Regions from separate parts of the Arachis hypogaea genome. Here region 1 is linked to region 2. Evidence: chromatin contacts called from public Hi-C data. All regions are on one chromosome and are shown on one strand. The core of a region is the stretch at or near the end of the contact, and the rest is flanking DNA. Distances in the headings are between cores, read along the strand shown.

Evidence for each region. A called contact is a pair of places that touch in the nucleus more often than the background predicts.
Region 1: a Hi-C map of an unstated tissue shows a contact between it and region 2, with 3 times the contacts expected there. The contact joins the promoter of LOC112802594 here to the promoter of LOC112802588 in region 2. A contact is called at or near these places in 2 of 8 Hi-C or Micro-C datasets (leaf and an unstated tissue).

Annotation. Positions count from the first base shown.
Region 1 is chr5:108,018,938-108,025,845 of arahy.Tifrunner.gnm2.J5K5, reverse strand. LOC112802594 reads right to left here and starts at 3,918. Exons shown (of 2, transcript XM_025845861.3): 1 at 2,903-3,918; 2 at 1,994-2,821. The coding sequence starts at 3,107. The coding sequence ends at 2,379. It overlaps LOC112802593 (hydroxyproline O-galactosyltransferase GALT6), which reads right to left. Exons shown (of 7, transcript XM_025845860.3): 2 at 5,871-6,103; 3 at 5,499-5,789; 4 at 5,254-5,382; 5 at 4,993-5,166; 6 at 4,663-4,770; 7 at 4,014-4,574. The coding sequence ends at 4,365.
Region 2 is chr5:107,879,501-107,886,586 of arahy.Tifrunner.gnm2.J5K5, reverse strand. It overlaps LOC112802588 (polynucleotide 5'-hydroxyl-kinase NOL9), which reads right to left and starts at 3,975. Exons shown (of 9, transcript XM_025845854.3): 1 at 3,383-3,975; 2 at 1,725-2,034; 3 at 1,354-1,387; 4 at 934-1,103; 5 at 611-794; 6 at 300-480; 7 at 1-5. The coding sequence starts at 2,007. It overlaps LOC140184758 (a long non-coding RNA gene), which reads left to right and starts at 3,998. Exons shown (of 2, transcript XR_011882391.1): 1 at 3,998-4,746; 2 at 4,863-5,291.

The DNA of each region.
Region 1 (6,908 bases), core at 2,669-5,168, 140 kb before region 2:
TATCTGCTCTACATCTGCGTATCCGATCCGCAGATCCGCACAATAATAATTAATATATATATATATATATATATATATATATATATATATATATGTTTGGTATTATATTTACTTGTTTGTATGTTTTAGTTAGTAATTATTATTCATATGTTGTATTATTTTATTTTTGTTATTTAGAACAAGTTTGATCAAAAATATTTTAGGAATAAAAAAGTTTAAAAGTGTGAAAGAAATATTTTTATTGAATTTTTTACATAAAAATATGATCACAAAGAGAAGTTTCAATTATGCAGATATATCCGATATCCGATCCAATCTGATCCGACACAAAAAATGCAGTTATCATATCCGATCCGACGAAAATTGTGCGGATCAGATCAAATTTTTTGCTATATCCAATCTGATCCGCGTACACCCCTACTTGGCAATTGCCAATGCTCGCGTCACGTGACAACTTCGCGTACACATGCATATCAAAAACCAGAAAAAACGCATATGCTACAGAATTTAGTTTTTCACCCCAAATTTTAAACTTTCATAACTTTTTCTACAAAATTTATTTTTTAAACCATTTTTGAACCATTAAAAAGATTATTAAACCAGTTTTCATAAAAATATTGTTTCATTAAATTTTCAACTCCGAGAACCGAGTTAGACCCGCCAAAGTTAGTCAAAATCCTTTTTTATCCAGAAACAGAAATTTTCAATTTCCTCAAACCTCATCAACTCTTTATCCCGATGCAAACTAAAACCATACTAAAGCAATCCCTACATAGTCTCAACATACATATCATGATTTTCTACCATCCTAACCATTCAACGCCCAAGCTCCAAACAAGCCACCAAGGTTCATCCAAAAGCTCCGCAAGCCAAAATCAAGCTCCTAATGTGTATCAAAATCACCCAATAACTCTAATGTAACCAATTTCACACATATATCAACCTAGAATTCATAAAATTTGATAAATTACAAGAATTTAGTGATTTCTTACCTTACCTACTAAAAAATTGTAATGGAACTCACCAATAGCTCATAATAGAGCATCCCTAAATAACCAAAATCACAAGATTTTCTCAAAACCCAAACCAAAACATGAATTGAAAGGAAAAAAACTAGGCAAAGAGCTTCAATGTACTCACAACAATACCTAGATAGAATCGAAGAGAATGAGGAAAGCGACGCGTGGCCACAAGCGACCTGTCAATCGGAGCTCCGAATCAAAAGTTATGATACTTGAAGTTTTGTGAAGCTTGGGTTTTTGGTGTTCTTCCTTTCTCTCTTCCTCAAATCCGTGTCTTTCTCTTCTAAAGGGAGAAAATGTGCTTGTGTTGTACTAAAATGGGGTTTATATAGTGTGGGCTTGGGCCCACTTGGATCCGGTTCACTTGGTTTAGCCCGTTAGCCCAACTTTGAGCCAAAACCCTTAAGATTAGTGTTTTAATTTGAATTTGAATTATTTTCATTTCTCCAAATTGTAAATTCTACTTTCTTAATCTTTCTGACTCATATTAATTTTTTCATCACTCACAGTATCGAACAGTCTAAGTCGGTACTACTGGTTAAATTTCCAATACGCGTCCTTACACATTTTTTTGCAGAAAAGTACATTTTTTTACTCAGAAAAATCCTCCGAATCCAAATATCACATTTAAATTTCTAAATTATGATTCTAAATGTTTTCCACTTCCGTCGAACCATATTTAATTATTATTTATTTAATTTTCTTTTAATAAAGATATTACAACTTCCTAGAGGATTCCTTACCCAATCACAGCCTCTGACCCAATTTTTATATCAACGCCTCAATAGACAATCAATTCACAATATTTATTCAATCTCATTCAAACTCAGTCATCAACCAATATATATCACAATTCCACTAAACCAAACAACCAACCACAACAATTCAACGATATCCTAGGTCCACTAGCCTAGAATTTCTTGTCATATTACATGGTACTTATCCAAAACTTAAACACATACCTTAATGTCGCAAATTCCAAACTTTCAATCTTTCCTTTCCAAACTTTCCTAACCTCAAGTTGGTTCACACCAATGTCCAAGTCCAAGTTCTATAATTTCACCAAGCTAAGCTCCCAAATACTCAAACTAACACCAAATCATATAATTTGGCACAATATCAAAAACTATAGTTTACATAAATTGATGAGCTAAGAAAAAAATAGATCCTTTTTTTTTTACCCACTAAAACTGGTGATGAAAACAACCAACAACACAAGTTAGAGAACTCCTATAACATCAAAATCACCAAAAACCCTCAATACCCAAACTCCAACACGAAATTATCTTTGAATGGGAAACTAGAACTGGAATTTTGAGTACTCACCAAACTATTTAAATATAATTGAAAAGGGTTTCAAGACAAACGCGTGGTCACAAACAGCTCGTCAATCGGAGCTGTGAAAAAGTTATGAGTGATTGAAGTTGGAGGAAAATGGTGAGTTAGATTTTCCTTTATAAATGGGTCGGATTCAACCAATAATTTCATAGCCTCAGCAATCGTATCCGAGTCCAACTTGGAGTGATATTGTGAGATCGTTTCCATGAAACACATGTGCCTCCTGTTGTATCTCCGAATCTCCCAACAAGATTTCTTCTGTATCAAGCTTACTCGGATAAGCAAATCGCATCCACGTCCATAAGTCTTGCATTTTGCATAGATCGTCTGTGGCTCAAATTCATAAATGACGTAATCGACTCTTCTAGAGATAGTGTAACTCTGAATTGCCGCAATGACCGATTTTCTAGAACTGTATTCCATTCCTATCCTGAACTCTCCGTCTTTAAGATCAACAACACCTATAAAAAAAATAAATAAATTGTCACTCATCGATCTGTCAAAACAAAACTAAAGAAACATACTACCCACTCCTCACGTACCTATGTTCGCATATTCAGGGAACTCCGGTGCATGTATGGCGTCAAGATCCAAACTACGCATAAAAGGTGAAACGTTCGTCAATTGATTGACTGCAGGTGAAACCACTAAAGTTTCTGCGACTGCCTTACTTCCCCCGTTGTCGTCCTCGTCCTGGTCACCAGCTTCGTACGTAGGTTCGAACTCCTCGTCACTATCATTGCTCATTCCTTTGTACGCTTAAGCTCTGTTCTCTTGTACATCTGGGTCATGTTGAATCTTATCCACAACTATATATTTAAATTTAATATACAACTCAATCCATGAGTGTTGCACCTGAATTTGCTGGTGAATATAAAACATTCACCGAATATTTATTTCATTAACGGTCAGTATAATCTCAAACTGTATCAAGCCACCAAATACAACAACCGAACTCTTGTAGAAAATGTTGCTCACTCTCTTTAAAATATCACTCTCTATGCTCTGATAGAACACATATTATAGTTCTGCGAACATTATTGCACACGGAACCACAAACAAAAATGTATCCTCACACACAAAATTCATTTCCTCATATGTATTTTTTATAACCTCACTGTTGTAATAGACCACTATATTTATAGTGCCCTCCATCACAACAACAATGTAGGAAAACACCTCTCACAATAAAGTAAAAAGATAACGAGTTTCAGTTTTTATAGACAGATGACTCAACTTATAAATTACATGTTACAATATCATCCAACCAACATTTGACACATGTACAACACATAGGATACGTGTTGCTTACATGTCTGACACGTGTCCAACACGCATGGTACATGTTACTTGGATTGGATAGTCGTCATGTGGACAACACGCATGATGCGTCTTACTTCTGATTTTGACATGTGTCCATCAAGGTACATGCATGCTACATCAGCACATCGGCGTGTATCACCTATTATATCTGCAACATCGACTCACTTATATATACATCAAAAAAGTCCATTTCCAACCAAAAAATCTTTTAGCTGAAACTGAACCTGAAATTTCCGTCAACGAAAAATGAACATGAAATTGTCGAACCAGTCTAATGCAGCTGTCTCTTACGTTACATCTACGTAATGACTAAATGAATGACATAATGAATGACATTTGAATGCTACGTTCGAATTATTTGACAAAATTTGCGTATCTAACAACTTCCCGTCCAACTTTCTACTTCACCTTCCAATCCCGTGCCAAAAGAATGTCCCTCAAAAAATGAGGGAGTAAGAATAATCAGTAACAATGATTGAAATAACCAATAAATAATAAATAAAAAATAGATATTCAAAAACGCCAATTTACACAGATCGCCATTCATCTAATACCAAGCTCCACAGTTATATACAATATTTGATGCTAGGACTTCACTGCAAAACTTGTTTTCCTCTGTCCCTCTCCTCCTGAATCCAAATCCAAATCCAAAGTGTGTAGCAACTTAGTACCTTTTTTGTGTCATCGCATATTGCAACATTGAGGCTTTCCCTCTCTTTGCAATTTATCCCACAAGCACATCATTTGCCTTGGCGATTGGTAATGAGCCGTGTAATAGTCTTCTATGCAGCCGAATTGGCAGAACTTTAAGCTATGCGAGTATTCCACTCGTTTTGTCTTGTTAAATTGCTCTACCCACATCCCCATACTCACGTCTTCCATCTTAAACAACTGCACCAAGAGACCATAAAGGCATTCAGTGAAAAACTTCAAACGAATATGAGGATAAAAATATGAAGCATTAATTAATCTTACTAACCCTTAATTTATGCGCCTCAAACTCAGAAACAATGTACTGAGCGATGTCAGAAGACAAAATATAACCTGGCCCATTAGCATAGGGTGGATAATCCTCTTCTGGCCATTCCTGAAAGAAAAAGGTACCCAAAAAGGAAAGAAAAGAAATTCAATAAGTTTCTAATATAGCAACAAATATGAACATGGAACTTAGTCCAAACCATACGAAATTCATTTAAAAATCATACACTGAAATTCTTTAGTTCACCTAACAAGTAATTTCGCAAATTATTTCAGGACATGCCTCCTCCATGATTCTAAACACTAAAGCATTGTGATGAATTCTGATTACCTCATATGCTACTGCCCATTTACCATGGCGTAATGGCTTGTGGTAGTAATTTATGTTTCCAATATAAAAGCTTGATTCATCTGAAAACTTCCTCGCTTGGTCGATAACAGAATCCACTCTTACAAACGTGTCATCATCACCCTTCATGACATACTTAGCTGAAACTGTGTGAACCTATGAACAATTGTAAAGAAGATTTCATTGTCAGCAAAACATTCTTCCTATTTCAAACTCAAAACTTTTAGTCAATCAACAACTCACCCCGTATTCACATATGGCTACTGTTTTCAAGACGACAAGGTCATAGTTATCCAGGTAAGGCACTATAACAATGTCACCGAAAAATTCTGCTTCTTTCTTCAACTCTCTATTGATTTCTTTTCTTGGATTCTGCAAAAGTTTCAATCATATGTTAAGAACCCCCAACTAGACATTGGAAATGAAATTATAACTACAATCATTTTTAACAATAAATAAATAATAGCTTGTCAATTTATCATCATTACCAGTGCGACAAAGAAACGAGAAACCACTTTCGATGATTTGATAAGCGTATGCTGCATCCATGACCTCCTTGTAGCCATTCGCTCAGCAAAATGGTTTCCAGCTGAGAGTACACCAATAAACAGTTCCACTCCAGAGTCTGGAAGTGGTGGGGCTCGCCACCTGGTTGAAAATTCAAGTTGCCTCTGTGTCGCAAAACTAGGATGTGTTGAGGGCAAAGAAGCAGCAAATACAGAGTGGACATCAATGTCTCCTCCCAATGCAAGCCCAGTGGCATCCTCAAGAGTGAATCCCTGGGAAAATTAGAAAGCAAATTTAAGAAAATATGCAAATCCATAAGGTTCCGCCTAACAAGTTCATATTAGTTAACTCACAGTGCGATAGGGAAAAGAGGCCACATGCCTCCCATCGACAGTAACATGATAACCCTCCAATCCAGCATTAAGGGTAAGAACAAACAGCTTGTCCTCAGAGAATGGGAACGGCCAGTCAACTGTTACTTTCTTTGTGCGGCCAATGAGTCTATTCAACCACCATGTTGCCTTAGACTCCTCTGTGCGACCTTCGTCATCCCGAATCCACTTCTCACACTTCACCAGCCTATCAACTGTTTCGAACAGAAGCAGTGTCATATTCAAAATATGACACATCTTTCAAATGAGACAATTCAATCCACAACTGGTTTAAAAGAATCACAGACAACCATAAAATTGAATATATTCTTAGCTAAACGAAAGGGTGTCATCCTATTAAACTATACACTCTTCTGTATTACTGTAGCATTCTCCTAGTAATTCATTCATAGAACAAACTAACAAGATCTGTCCCATAAGATATTATCAAATCCTTCAAATTAAGTGAAATCAGTTTCCATTTTGCATTATACTTCTCTCTCAAAACCAAGAGGGAAGAAGACACAAACCATAACAAACCAACCACATATCCTCACTTTTTTTTTCCATTCAAAAAATCATTTCATCTAGATTATTGCACCAATAAAAAAAAATTAATTATTGTTCTAACTTAACTGTTCCCTTTCCTTTCTTTTTAACGCAATCACTTACAATTTATGAACTTAAACAATGTTTTTTTTCCTTTAAAGAAATAAGCAGAAATTTAAACGTATCGGTTTTCATAAGCCAGGAAAAAAAAAATCAGCTTTCTTTTAATTATGCATACAAATTGAGCTTCTTTATTTCTCAAACAGAAAAACAATCTGCAACCTAGTACGCAATACTTAAATTTGCTTAATAATTGAGTAGAAATTTTTTATCATGTGAAAAGGGAAGGAAAAAGTCACTTTTGTTCCGAAATGATGGATACCCTGGCAGTGGTATATATCAAGATAATAGTAACAAATTCAAACAAGTCCTCTCTAGTGATCTACTATACTACAACATACACATACATAC
Region 2 (7,086 bases), core at 2,726-5,225:
CGGACCTGCAAAAAAATAGTAAAACAATAAGAAACAGCCTTTGGGTCTGGAAATGAAATGAATCAAATACACAGAAGAAAGTTCAGAACACAAGAATGGTGGCTGGCTAGTAATGAGACCCTGCCATTGTCAGGTTTAGGAAATGTTGGATGAAAACAGCCTTATCTTGAGAGCAAAGAGGTTGTTAGTGAAACTACAACCCATGAACATTCAAGTCAAAAGGCAGCAACATTCCTATTGCAAGAAACCATGAACCTAAATTAGAATTAGAACATACAAGGAATCAAACTGGATCCAACCTCACAATGAAGATGTCGAATCTTTATGCTTGCAATGGGAACTTCATAAGGGCAGTGAGAGGCCAAGGAATTTGCAAGTTCTTTGATAGTAGAAATATCTGAATCACCAGGGAAGCACTGTCTAAAATAAGCCATTATTCGTAAATCACGCAAGAGATGTGCATCCTTTTGAACAAGCACCCTGTGGAAACAAACACAGGATATACTATCAAACTTGATGCATAAGAGACTAAGAGATCAAAATAAAAGGCCAAACTAGCAGCATCAGCATCGAAAACAATCAATAAATTTCTAATCAGACTGAGACTTACGATCTATTGAATGAGTCTTGCCGAGCTGACTTTATCTCGATTAAGTCAATTGTTCCATCATGTTCCCTATCTAACCAGAATTCTCCAGCAGGCAAATTCTTATTTGTGGAGGATATGCCTATCTTAACAACTTGTGTGGGGCAAATATGTTTCAGCATATCCACCAATATGTCATAACCAATGCCTGGAATTCAAGATAAATGCAAAACCCAACTAAGTGTCACAAAAATATTATTCTAACAGGTATGCAGCCCTAAGAAAAAGTCAGATTATGCAGCCCTAAGAAAAAGTCAGATTAATAACTTAAAATTAAACGGGTTTACCTTTCACCCAGCCAGGAGTGTTCACGATAAGAGGCACCAGAGTCCCAGGAGAATTGTCTTCTTCATCAAACATGTAATACTCCCTCCGGTAGTAATCAAATATGGAAAATACATAATTTAAGTATGTTGATGGATCTCTTTTAGAAGACACATCACCAAAATAAAGGCACCTACAAAATAAATGGCAGGTAGTAAGTCAAGAAGTCCAATTAATTGCTTCATATCAACCAAAGGCAAGAATAACTAATACATGAAGAACATGTATGACAAGGAGCATCTTGGTCAAATATTTGAATTTTTCAAATCCAAAGAAACATTACAACATGCAAAACAAACAAATAAATAAAACAAAACTACAAAACAAAAAAGAGATATTAAGTTCCCAAAATATTAAGATAAAGAAAATAAAACACTTCGTACCTCTCCGGTGTTTTCAGGCATGGAGTTGTCAAATCTAAAATAACAGGTAGGAAAAGAAGAGCAAGACATAAGCTATTATGAATCAATACTAATAACAATTAAATTACGCAGGAACAATCAAAGATTGTGGCTGACAAAACTATCCATGAAAAAGAGAGAAATTTGCCACTATACGCTTGATTCATTTGACAATGTATTCAAAATATAGGTATTTTTATTAGCAAAAACATGATCCTTCATGTACTTTTGGTTTTTTATTCTTCCATAGATAACTTTCAGCCAAATGTTACTTTGTGTAACCTCAGTAACTCAATAATATTATAATAATAATAAAAATGGAAGGACGGATGAGGAAATATCTTTGATCATACCTGAAGTGACTTTGTCAACAATGGTGAGAGAGAGAAAACCAGGAGGAGTGAACTCAGGCTGGCCGACATCGGTGTCAAGGTAAGCAACCTTGGCGTAGGAACACATGCCATTCTGCAACATCACATTCATGAGATGGCGGGAAAATGTTGTCTTCCCACAATTCTTGGCACCGCAAATCAAAACAATAGGAGGAGGGCTCCACTTTGACACGATAAACTCCACCGCATCCGACCATTCTCCTGGTATGTATATCTCCGTCAAAGGGCTCTCATTTGATCTCATCTTCAAGTTTCTGGAGTGTGGATGAAACTGTTCACACTGCCAAGTTTAGACTATGTCCATTGGGATACGGTACTAAAAATATCAATCTTGGAAAAATAATGTTTGAGAAAATTGGGTAAACCAGTAAACCACCAAAAATTTCCTCAAGATTTAGGCACCAACAAAAATATCACTGAAAGATTAAAAGGACAAACTACCATAGTTATCATAACCGAACCAGTCAGACTACTAGGTCATTGGTTGAACCAGTTAACCCGGTGTCACTTAAATAATCAAATGTCCAGAGATTAATCAAGAAAAAGAGAAATCTTGAATATTAAAGTTATAATATATTAATATGAAGGCTGAAATTATGACTTTTTTGTTTTACAGGAAATATTCCATTAGAAAATAAACTAATATAGCAGCATTCCAATATTTTTTTGTGGAGATGAACATTCCCCTAGAAAAGCCTAAGTCACATCCATAAATCCAAAGAGGGTGGTGAGGAGCAAAACAACTACAACAACCAGCAGCAACAGGACGAAAAGATACAACCAAAGCAAGAATACAAAACGCAGATCAATCAACACAAAACAAAGTAACTAGTAATCACTCCTAACACAAAAAAATCCACTAGCTACTGGCACGAAACAAAACAGCTTCAATGATCAATTATCCTGTCTTTCGTGCCTCGTTTCCATGACTCCTTATAAAATGAAATCAACCTTTTCATCGCCTGTACATTCACAGATTCATTGTTGAATATTTTCTTGTTTCTAGTTTTCCATACAGTCACTCTCTTGTTTTGCACTTTTTAGCATCTTTGTTTTAAAGATGAAAAGGAAAACAAAAGGGCCAAAGAACAGAACATGGAAGACCCTTCCTGAATGAAAACCAAGACAAATATAACAAGAAAACTTCAACTCAAATGAAAATTCCATGTTGAAACTTAAAACTGCTAGAACCTTCCCATTTTCTCTCTTTTAAAAACAAACTCTTATTTATTACCACTGAGCTCCAAATCAAACCATTGCAAAGTGATTAATCCACCGAGGAAATTAAACAGTGCTACACAACACCAGAAGAAGACCTTTTTATTGAATCTTCACCATTTGATTATCAAGCTAGGAAACAAATTTTGTAGTGTTAATGAAAATGTCTTTTGCTCTATTATCTGTTTCTCCAACTTTAGTATACAAGCCTCAAGAAAGGAAAAAGAACAAAGAGAACAACAAACTAAATCAATTAGTTTTACATACAAATACAATTCATCTAAACCTATTACAAATTATATCAATCAGTTTTACATACTAATACAATTACCATCAATACATTAAAATAGCAAAAATCCAGTATAAAAAAATTAATAAGAATAACTAAAAACCAGACTCACCTACACTACAGTGCAGAAGCAGAAAGTCAGAAACAGAATCAGGGACGGTTTTCCAACTTGAGGCCGCTGCAGTGTTGCCCCGTTGCAGAGCAGGCCACCGGCGAGAGAGAGAGCAGAGCTTCGAAGAGGAGCAGAGCAGAGCAGAGCAGAGCCAGCAGAGGAGCCAACACGATGACGACGGAGGAAGCAGAGGCAGAAGAGGCACGAGGCGGAGGCAGGCGAGGAATGACGGAGCCAAGGCGGCCAGGACAACAAAGACGAAGAAGGCAGAGGCGAGCAGACACCGCGGCGCCGAGACGACGCAGAGGAGCAAGCGAGGGGAGTGACGAGTGACGTCCTCCGTTGGCTGCCGTTGTGTTCGGCGGTGAACGTTCGGAACTGCGGTGAGTGAGGTAGAGAGGTGAGAGTGAGTGAATCTGTGATGAGAGAGTGAGCTGAGACTTTAGGACTTTAGGTTGGGGATGGTTGGGGCCTTGGGTTGCCGTTGGGAAATTAGGGTTTTGTTTTTTTTTTTTAAACTAAAACGACGTAGTATTGGAAGGTTTTTTTTTTTTTTCTTAAAAATAGACCGGTCCGAATTTCAAAAACTGACTAGTTCCCCAGTTTCCAGGAAATCTAGTAATATATACGGGTCAAATCGATTCTCACCGATTTTGATGCAAGTCCGGTCCTAATCCTATATCCATTATCCTATAACTATCCTTTAAAAGAAGATTTATTCCCAGTAGAAATCTAACATAGCATGCTCTAGATTCATTATCAACAATTTCTTCTTCTTACATCGAGTTCATCTCTCTCATCTCGTGTCATTGTTGTTACTTGTCACAAATACAACAATTGAGCATGAAATTTAAAATTTAAAATTTTGAATTCAAAATTAAAATTGAAAAAAGATTTATTATAATCATTTACGTTTTCTCTCTATTCTCACTTTTTATTTTTCTTTTTTCTTTTTCATCATTTTTAGTTCCTCTTCCTTCTCTTCAATTTATTTCTCTATTCTCATACTATTTTTCTATTTCTTTTTTTCTTCAGTTTTTTTTCCTAATCCAATTTAAAAATGGAAATTATAGAGTTTCAAGACAATTGATGTCACTGTATCTAATAGCTTCAATCTTTAAAAAAGTCGCCGTGGTAAAAAAGACAACAGCGATGGTGGTAGAGATTAGATATTACGAAGGTAGATGCGGTGGCGACGGCAGCTATGATGGTGGAGGAGCCTAAGGCAGCATGGGTCCACTATCGTGCATGCTACAGCCATAGTAGAATGGGTCAAGAATTGCAACCAGGAAAGAAACGGATGCAGAGACAAGTTCGACGGCGTTTGTGCCGACAGAAGTTGCTACAACTATAAGCATTTATAGGTATTTTACAACAGACTGCCCAACAAGTTCTATGAAAAAATAAAAGTATAAGATTTTAATATTCCTACTCATACTTCTTTTTATTTTTTTAATAGTATTTTTGTTTATTTAAACAGTGTCTTCATAGCAAGCAGCAGCACTAAATCACTCTCAAGAAACGTGCTCCCACTTAAGGGTATTTCTTTTTTCTTTTTCCAATGAAAGATTTGTAATTATTTGCGATGATGAGTTGTGTGTGTCCTTTACTATTTGATCATGTAAAGGTTGTTATTGTTGTTGCGAGGCGTCTTTTTCCGTTGATGCAGAAAATTCACCGTTGATGCAAAAAATCCAAAACCGTAATATTGTTGCCAGGATTCTAATTGCCCTTCCCCAAAAGGTCTTAACCTGATTTCTTCTTATCTTTAATTTTGCATCCAATAAGAGCAAGTGATATTTCTAAGTGATGCAGCATGAATTGTTCGTTTTTTCTTTGGTTTTTGATGTCCTGACTTCTGTAATTTTAAAATAATTTAGCAACTAAGGTAAAAGAAGATCTTTCTGCAGCTACTGTATAGGTTTGTATCCACTCTATTATGTTTCTGTTAATTTTTTTGTTCAATTCCTTAAACTATATCTACTATATTCATCACTCTTCGAGGTAGTGAGTTTCAATTTTCGATATTTGGGTCTTTTGTCTTGTAAAATTAGGTCAAAATTTTTTTTCACTACCCATTTTCGCTTTGTTGCTTTCAAATGAAACTTTGTATCTTCCATGTTTATGTTAACTCCGCTACATAATTCTATTCTTCTTTCTATGCTTAATATTGCATGCATTTTATCTTGGTTTGAATTAATATTGCATTGTAGCTAATATATTATATCCTTCTTCTCCCTACATAAACAATCTTTTACTATGGAAAATTTTTTATTAAAATTGGACCGAGAAGAATTTAGCGTAAATACATTATAATTTAATCAACTAGCAGTGTTTGACATGATAGAAACTAAACTATATCTATTGTTGTTTTCGTTCAAGGTGAATTTAATCAGAATAAATTGAAAGGAGTTAAGTTTACCTACCGACAACAAATAACAACTATACGCCTGGTTCATCCTGCACCACCCGTTCTACCTTTTTACTTTGTGATTTGGCATCGTTAGGTAATGTTCTATTTGTTGTATTGTTGTTGAATTTTTTTATAGTGTTTGTTGCATGACTTTCATATAAGGATAGATCTTAAATGTTATTAGTGGTTTTAACATAGAAAGTTTCTTGGGTCTCAGCATTTGCTCTATGTCCTTCTAGAGGTCCTTGCACCATTAACTTCAACTGTACACAATTTAGCATCCATAGTGTTAGAAATAATTAATCAATGACTAAAGCACAATATAATTTTAGCTTCATAGTGATCACCACGTTCTACTGCTGTTGATCATTACAAGTCAAAAGGAATATAACCATGCATTAATGATTAAATTCTTAAACCTTGAAACTCTCTCTCTATAGATATATATAATTAAAAATTTTCATTTGTACTGTTTTATTGCTTCTCCAACCTTCATTTTCGTTTTATTCAATCAAAAAAAAAAAGTTAACTAAGGGAGGGTGATGTGCATGAAAGTTTTTACACACTACAAAATTCAGTTATATAGTCTCAGCCAGTTGTAAATGAATTTATCAAGAAGAAAAACTTCACTAAAAATAAACTTTATAGATGAGCATGTTATATTCTATTTCTATCAAAGATTCATTATCAATCTTTCACTCCACAGCTTAAAGTATCATAGTTTAGCTAAGCAGATATCACGTACAAGTGTACAACCAATCCACAATCTTTTTAGACGAATTTTAAAATTCTCTATGATAGCTCCCTTGATGTTCAATTCATCACCTTAGATCCTGTATATCTCTAATTCTCTATTTATTTTTATGTTAGACTTGATTTTCCAATTTTCATTAAGCATATTACACTTGCGATACATAACCGGTCCCAAACCCGGATAAAGGAGGAGGGTTGTGTTAGGTCTTCGACAACCAACATAAAAATATAGTCGAATCTCCATGACACGAATCAAAGACATTATTACGCTAAAGCTAGGTCGTTGCCCAAAAGTAACGCGCAGTATGGCTCGAGTATAGTGTCAAATGAGCAAGAGCCGCTGTATCAGTGCTCAAATGTAGTGTTAAATGAGTAAGGGTTCTCACATTTTCGTGAACGGATGAGGGTAAATAAGCTAGTTCATAAAGTAAAAGGTAAAGGTCGGAATAACAGAAGGTTGAGATTTGGAACATAGAACATAGGCACTCTAACAGAAAAGTCCATGGAGGTGGTGGACACTATGACTAGAAGGAAGATT